Regions from separate parts of the Sus scrofa genome. Here region 2 is linked to region 1. The links are chromatin contacts, called in public Hi-C maps. All regions are on one chromosome and are shown on one strand. Each heading gives the region's core, a stretch centred on a gene start, on an enhancer-like site or on the middle of the called end of the contact. The rest is flanking DNA. Distances are from core to core; before and after follow the strand shown. Region 1 holds the start of TGFB2 (transforming growth factor beta-2). Region 2 has its middle 150 kb from the start of TGFB2.

Region 1 (2,700 bases), core at 127-2,626:
AACCCGCTTCATTCTGCAGGTACAGAAGAGCGAGTTCTCTTTTTCGCCCTTCCACACTCCAGTGGGGGCCTAGGCTGTAAACAGAAAAGCGCAGGACGATGAGTTCCAGAGCAGCCCGGGGCTGTGGACTTTGAGAACATGATCCACCAAAAAGACAGCGGAGAGTGGGTGCCCTGTGTCAGGGCTGCCCCGGCGCCGGATCCACTGCTTGGTGCTCATTTGCAGAGAGACAGGGAGGAGGGAGAGAGCGTGCGTGAGCACAACAGGAGGTAAGACTTCCATTCTAGAGCAGGGGACTCCATCTGGGAGGCTGTGAGTGAGCCACACTCAGTAAAAATGGGAGGCTTGCTCGCTTGTCCTTCACCCGACGGGTCCAAAATGACTATATAAAGCAAATGCCATAAATCACCGCTGTCAGGGCGCACACTCCACCTCCTCCGTCCCTTCCCCGCAGCCGTCCTCGTTTCCACACCCCCTCAACGGTGCAGCGAGAGCTCGTGGTCTAAGTAAACGAGAGGACTTCTGACTGTAATCCTAGCACGTCACTTTGTTGAAGGCAAACACGTGGTTCAGGGAGAACTTATAAATCTGTCCTCCCAGGCAGGATCGTGATGTTATCTGCTGGCAGCAGAAGGTTTGCTCCGAGGGGAGCTCCAAGACGCTCCGAGGAGAGAGGGGGGAGAGAGAGAGAGAGAAAGAGAGAGAGAGAGAGGAGACGAGAGGAGAGGCAGAGAGAGAGAGAGAGAGAGGCAGGGATTCGGAGACCAAGAGAGAGGCAGCGAGAGATAGAGACGGAAGGAGGAGGCCTGGGGAGAAGAGGGATGGAGAACCACCTAGGATAACGGTCTAGGGAGGCTTCGGGGACCAACCGAGGGGCTGCCTGGCTGCAGAACGGAGCAAGGCGAGGACCTGCTGCCGGCCGCCAAGTGCCTCCCACCCTAAGCGGGAGAGTCCGAGTGGGCGAGAAGGCAGGCGAGGGTCGGGACGGGTGGGCTCCACGGGATCCCCTTGGCCACCCCCGTAGGCATAAAGCTGCCCGCTCGGCGCGTCCGCGGGGGGTGAAAGCGACGGCGGCGGCGGCCGATCGTCTGTTGCCGGGTTGGCGTTTGGAGCGAGAGGAGAAGGAGGAGCAGAAGGAGGGAGCTGGAGGCCGGCGCGTCCGCCAGCGGCGGCGGCAACGTGGAGTGACCGGGCGGGTCGGCGCGCAGCTCCGGGAGCAGGATCCTCGCCGCCTCCCTGCGCGGCCTCCTCCGCGGCCCCCGCCGGACCCCGCCGAGCGCCCCCGCCTCCCCGCCGCGGGCCGGGCTCGCCCCCCGCGCGCGCACTCGGGCGCGCGCTCACGCTCACACACACACACATACACACTCACACACGTGTGCGCTCCTCTGCTCCGGAGCTGCTGCGGCTCCTGCTCTCGGCGCCGCCGTGGAAGGCAGGGCCGCGCCGCTGCGTCCTCCGATCTATAAACTGGAGGCGGCCTCGGCGGCCCCCTGACAGCGCTCCCCGCGCCCCTCCCGCCGGCGCGCCCGCCGCCAGCCCCGGGGCCTTTTCATCTTCCCTTTTGGCCGGAGGAGCCGAGTTCAGATCCGCCACTCCGCACCCGAAACTGACACACTGAACTCCGTTGCCTCCTCCTAAATTTATTTCTGCCTAATAGCCACTCGTCTCTTTTTTTTCCCCCGGTCTCGTCGCTCCAAGAAAACTTTTGCTGACTCCCCCAAGTGAGGGTTCCCCCTGCCCATCGCATATTAATATTTCCACTTGGGCAACGACTCGCTTTTTCTTTTGAAAGGAATTCAGGCAAGATACCTTTTTCTTTCGGACATTGACTCTCGATTGTTTGCAAAAGTTTCGCATTAAAAAAAAAAATCTACCCGACCGGTACTTTGAGAGTTGTTGTTGGTTTTTTTTTTTTCTCTTGCATTTTTTTTTTTTTTACTTTTTAAAAAATTTTTTTTCCACCTTTAAAAAAAAAAATGCACTACTGTGTGCTGAGCGCTTTTCTACTCCTGCATCTGGTCACGGTCGCGCTCAGCCTGTCTACCTGCAGCACGCTCGACATGGACCAGTTCATGCGCAAGAGGATCGAGGCGATCCGCGGGCAGATCCTGAGCAAGCTGAAGCTCACCAGCCCCCCAGAAGACTACCCCGAACCCGAGGAGGTCCCCCCGGAGGTGATTTCCATCTACAACAGCACCAGGGACTTGCTCCAGGAGAAGGCGAGCCGGAGGGCGGCCGCCTGCGAGCGCGAGCGCAGCGACGAGGAATACTACGCCAAGGAGGTTTACAAAATCGACATGCCGCCCTTCTTCCCCTCGGAAAGTAAGTACTGCTCCTCGCTGCCGTTCCCCGGGGCTTAGCGCTGCCCGATGCTTCCAGAACCGCCGCCACTCCAGGGATCGCCCTGCCCTCTCCCGGTGCCCGCTCGCGCTTTCCCCTGCTCCCGTCCTCCGTCCCACCCGCCTCCTTGTCAGTCGTGTGCTTGAGGACGTTAGGCTTTCAAACGTGGACGTGCGACTTTATTTTCTCCATGTGTCCCTTCCCCCCACGCCCCGTCCTCTATAAGGCGGTATTATTCCCTTTTTCTCCTCCCTGGAGTTCTCGACTCGGCCACCAGCTCGGAGTCAGCCCTCCTCTGTCAAACCCGAGGCGCTCCCGGGGGCAGAGTTACACCGGGAAGCCTTGGTGGGTTTGTTTTCT
Region 2 (2,700 bases), core at 173-2,672, 150 kb after region 1:
TTTCTGCCTCCTTAAGCATCTTCCCCGACGTCTTTATGCATCAACATCAGCAAGGTCAGGCACCCGAAGCAGACCAGCCTAAGAGACGCTTCCCACTTAGAACCTCCCAGGGCAATGGCTCTCTGCTCTGTCACCATCAATTCTAGATCCTCCCCGGGGAGAGCTGAGTCAGGCTTCAGTTAGCTGTTTATTTACTTTTTAGGTCCCAATTCAATTCACTCTTTTCGGTTTTGTTCCCAAGAAGAAAAAATTTCAGGAATGGTTTCGAGAGCAGCTTTCTTTGGAATAGCCCCCAGGGTTCCTGCTCGGTTCAAAGAAACTAAAGCCCAGGTTTTTTTGCACATAGGAGGTGACTCGGATCCCTGGGTGAGCTGAAGATTATTTTCATATTTTCTTGCTCTGATCAGAGTGACCCAGAACAGGTAAGTGTCTGGAGCCTGTAGAAATGCTTCACTCATCAGAAGCATTTACCGTGGAGTTGGTGACTTCTAAAGAAAGACCTGTGTCATGCCTGGATGACATCTCAGACCCTTAGTGCCTGGTGTCCACACACTCCAGCTTCCTGAATAGAGAAGGGGAATGAGGTCTGAAGCCCGGGAAAGGATGCAAAGAGGCGGTTGACTTTTACACTCTGTTACTTACGAGTCCCACATTTCTCTTAAGGATTCAGAAAGGAAAGTGCCTCAAAAATAGAACAGTATGTTCCGTGTATATATATTTTTTGGCATTGACTGGCTTTATGATTTTTGGAATCACTGATGTCTCCTTAACTTTGGGGTACTTCCCTTTGTACCTGAAAGGCTGGGGAGCACAGCGAAGGGTCTGAGTTGGTGGAGGTGCCCCCAGTGGAAGGGAAGACGCTGAGGGCCAGGCGGCCCTGGGGTCAGCTGCTTTGGGGAGCTGGTGGGGGAGGCAGATGATATTTTCTGCTCTGGAGAAGCCTAGTTAGCGTTGGCTTTTGCAAACCTCACTCTGGGAGAGTGTGTGTGTGTGTGTGTGTGTGTGTGTGTGTTGGGGGAGGCAGGGGGTGGCCAACACAGGGGCCAAGGCAATGAGATTAAAGAGAGGTTTTGAAACAAGCCCCCAACCCCAGAATTTGTTAGCGCGCCCAAACAGCCACTCTCCCCTCTTTGGCAGAGTATCTGGGAGGCTCGGATGTCCTTTCTTGGAAGCTGGTAAAATTCTTTCACTGTGGTTGCAAAGGCCAGTGTCTGATCAGCTGCTGGTGGACAACGTCACTGCTTCTGTTGCTCTGGCTGGTGGCCTGGGGGTCTCCTGGTCACCAGCATCCTGGCCTGCTTGGCTGTGCCCTGTCCCTGCTGGGTCAGGCCCATCCCCACCTGGTCCTCAGTGGCACTGTGGCCTGTGGCAGGGAGGGGAGGCCCTCTTCTAACCCAGGATTCCAGACCTTGAAGTAATTCTGATCACAGCCTGTCTCAGTTTCTTGCAGCGCCCCCTAGTGTTAAGACACTTCATTTGATTGTCACCACTGTGCGCCTCTTGAAGTTCAAGTTCCTGCAGATGAGGGATCACCAAGGATTGTCTGATTTAGCAAATAAAGATAGAGGATGCCCGGTTAAAATATGAATTTCAGACGACCAAATGAAGAACGTTTCAGCACAAGTATGTTCCAAATGTCACACGGAACATACCTGCACTAGATGCAAATTTAACTCGGGTGTCCTGTATTTTACCTGATAACCCTGAAAGGATTCGCTCCAAATGAATTTCCACCTCCAGGCCCCTTATCACGCTTATGATGTAACTTGGCTAATAGATTAGGTGGAAAACAAAGAAACAGCTCCTTTTCTTAGGCCTATTAGCTGCCACAAGAGAGTGCATTTATAAGGGGCTTGCTCTGGGCACTGCAGAGATGGACCAGGGCTGAGTTAATGTGCTCGTAAAAGGTACGTTTTCCTTTAAGGATTGACATCCCCAGCGAACTCTATAGCATTACAGCCTGAATTTCCAAAAGCATGGACTTTGAGTTTGACCTACAAATAAAACTTTAGATTCTAAGCACTTTCTTTCTTGTTTTCTTTTTAATTATTATTTTGTCTTTTGAGGGCTGCACCCATGGCATATGGAGGTTCCCAGGCTAGGGGTCTCATCGGAGCTGTATCTGCCGGCCTACACAACAGCCACAGCAATGCCAGATCCAAGCCACATCTGCAACCTACACCACAGCTCATGGCAACGCTGGATCCTTAACCCACTGAGTGAAGCCAGGGATCAAATCCTCAACCTCATGGTTCCTCGTTGGATTTGTTAACCACTGAGCCACGATAGGAACTCCCCAGCACTTTGTTTGTTTGTTTGTTTCATCTTTTTAGGGCTGCAGATGCAGCTTATGGAAGTTCCCAAGCTAGGGTTGAATTGGAGCTGCAGCTGCTGGCCTACACCACAGCCACAGCAACTCAGGATCCAAGCTACGTCTGCAACCTACACAACAGCTCAAGGCAACACTGGATCCTTGACCCACTGAATGAGGCCAGGGATTGAACCCGAATCCTCATGGATCCTGGTTGGGTTCGTTTCCACGGAGCCACCACGGGAACTCCCTCTAACCACTTTTTATTCAGATCAAATGGGGGTAGAATATAATCATTTGGATATCTAAATTTTTGAAAATCTAAATATTTATGTACTGATGGGGTCAGACAGGATCATTTCATGGGAAACTCAGTCAAAGCCATCATT

The links. Hi-C and Micro-C count contacts between places; a contact is called where the count stands out from the background.
Region 2: a contact with region 1 is called in a Hi-C map of omental adipose tissue, with 1.8 times the contacts expected there. The contact joins the enhancer-like site here to the promoter of TGFB2 in region 1. A contact is called at or near these places in 1 of 5 promoter capture datasets (liver), 19 of 47 Hi-C or Micro-C datasets (adipose tissue, alveolar macrophages, brain and 10 more) and 1 of 2 datasets of contacts at active chromatin or transcription factors (skeletal muscle).

Annotation. Positions count from the first base shown.
Region 1 is chr10:8,304,814-8,307,513 of Sscrofa11.1, forward strand. TGFB2 (transforming growth factor beta-2) reads left to right here and starts at 1,377. Exons shown (of 7, transcript XM_021064294.1): 1 at 1,377-2,322. The coding sequence starts at 1,977.
Region 2 is chr10:8,453,324-8,456,023 of Sscrofa11.1, forward strand. No RefSeq gene overlaps it. Among named protein-coding and RNA genes, the nearest start is that of TGFB2, 150 kb to the left of the region's middle. Within about 2 kb of position 1,423, at least 5 of the 83 cell types and tissues checked have an H3K27ac peak or open chromatin away from gene starts, as enhancers often do. A contact at or near this core is called in adipose tissue, fetal skeletal muscle, omental adipose tissue and 1 more, where this site is marked.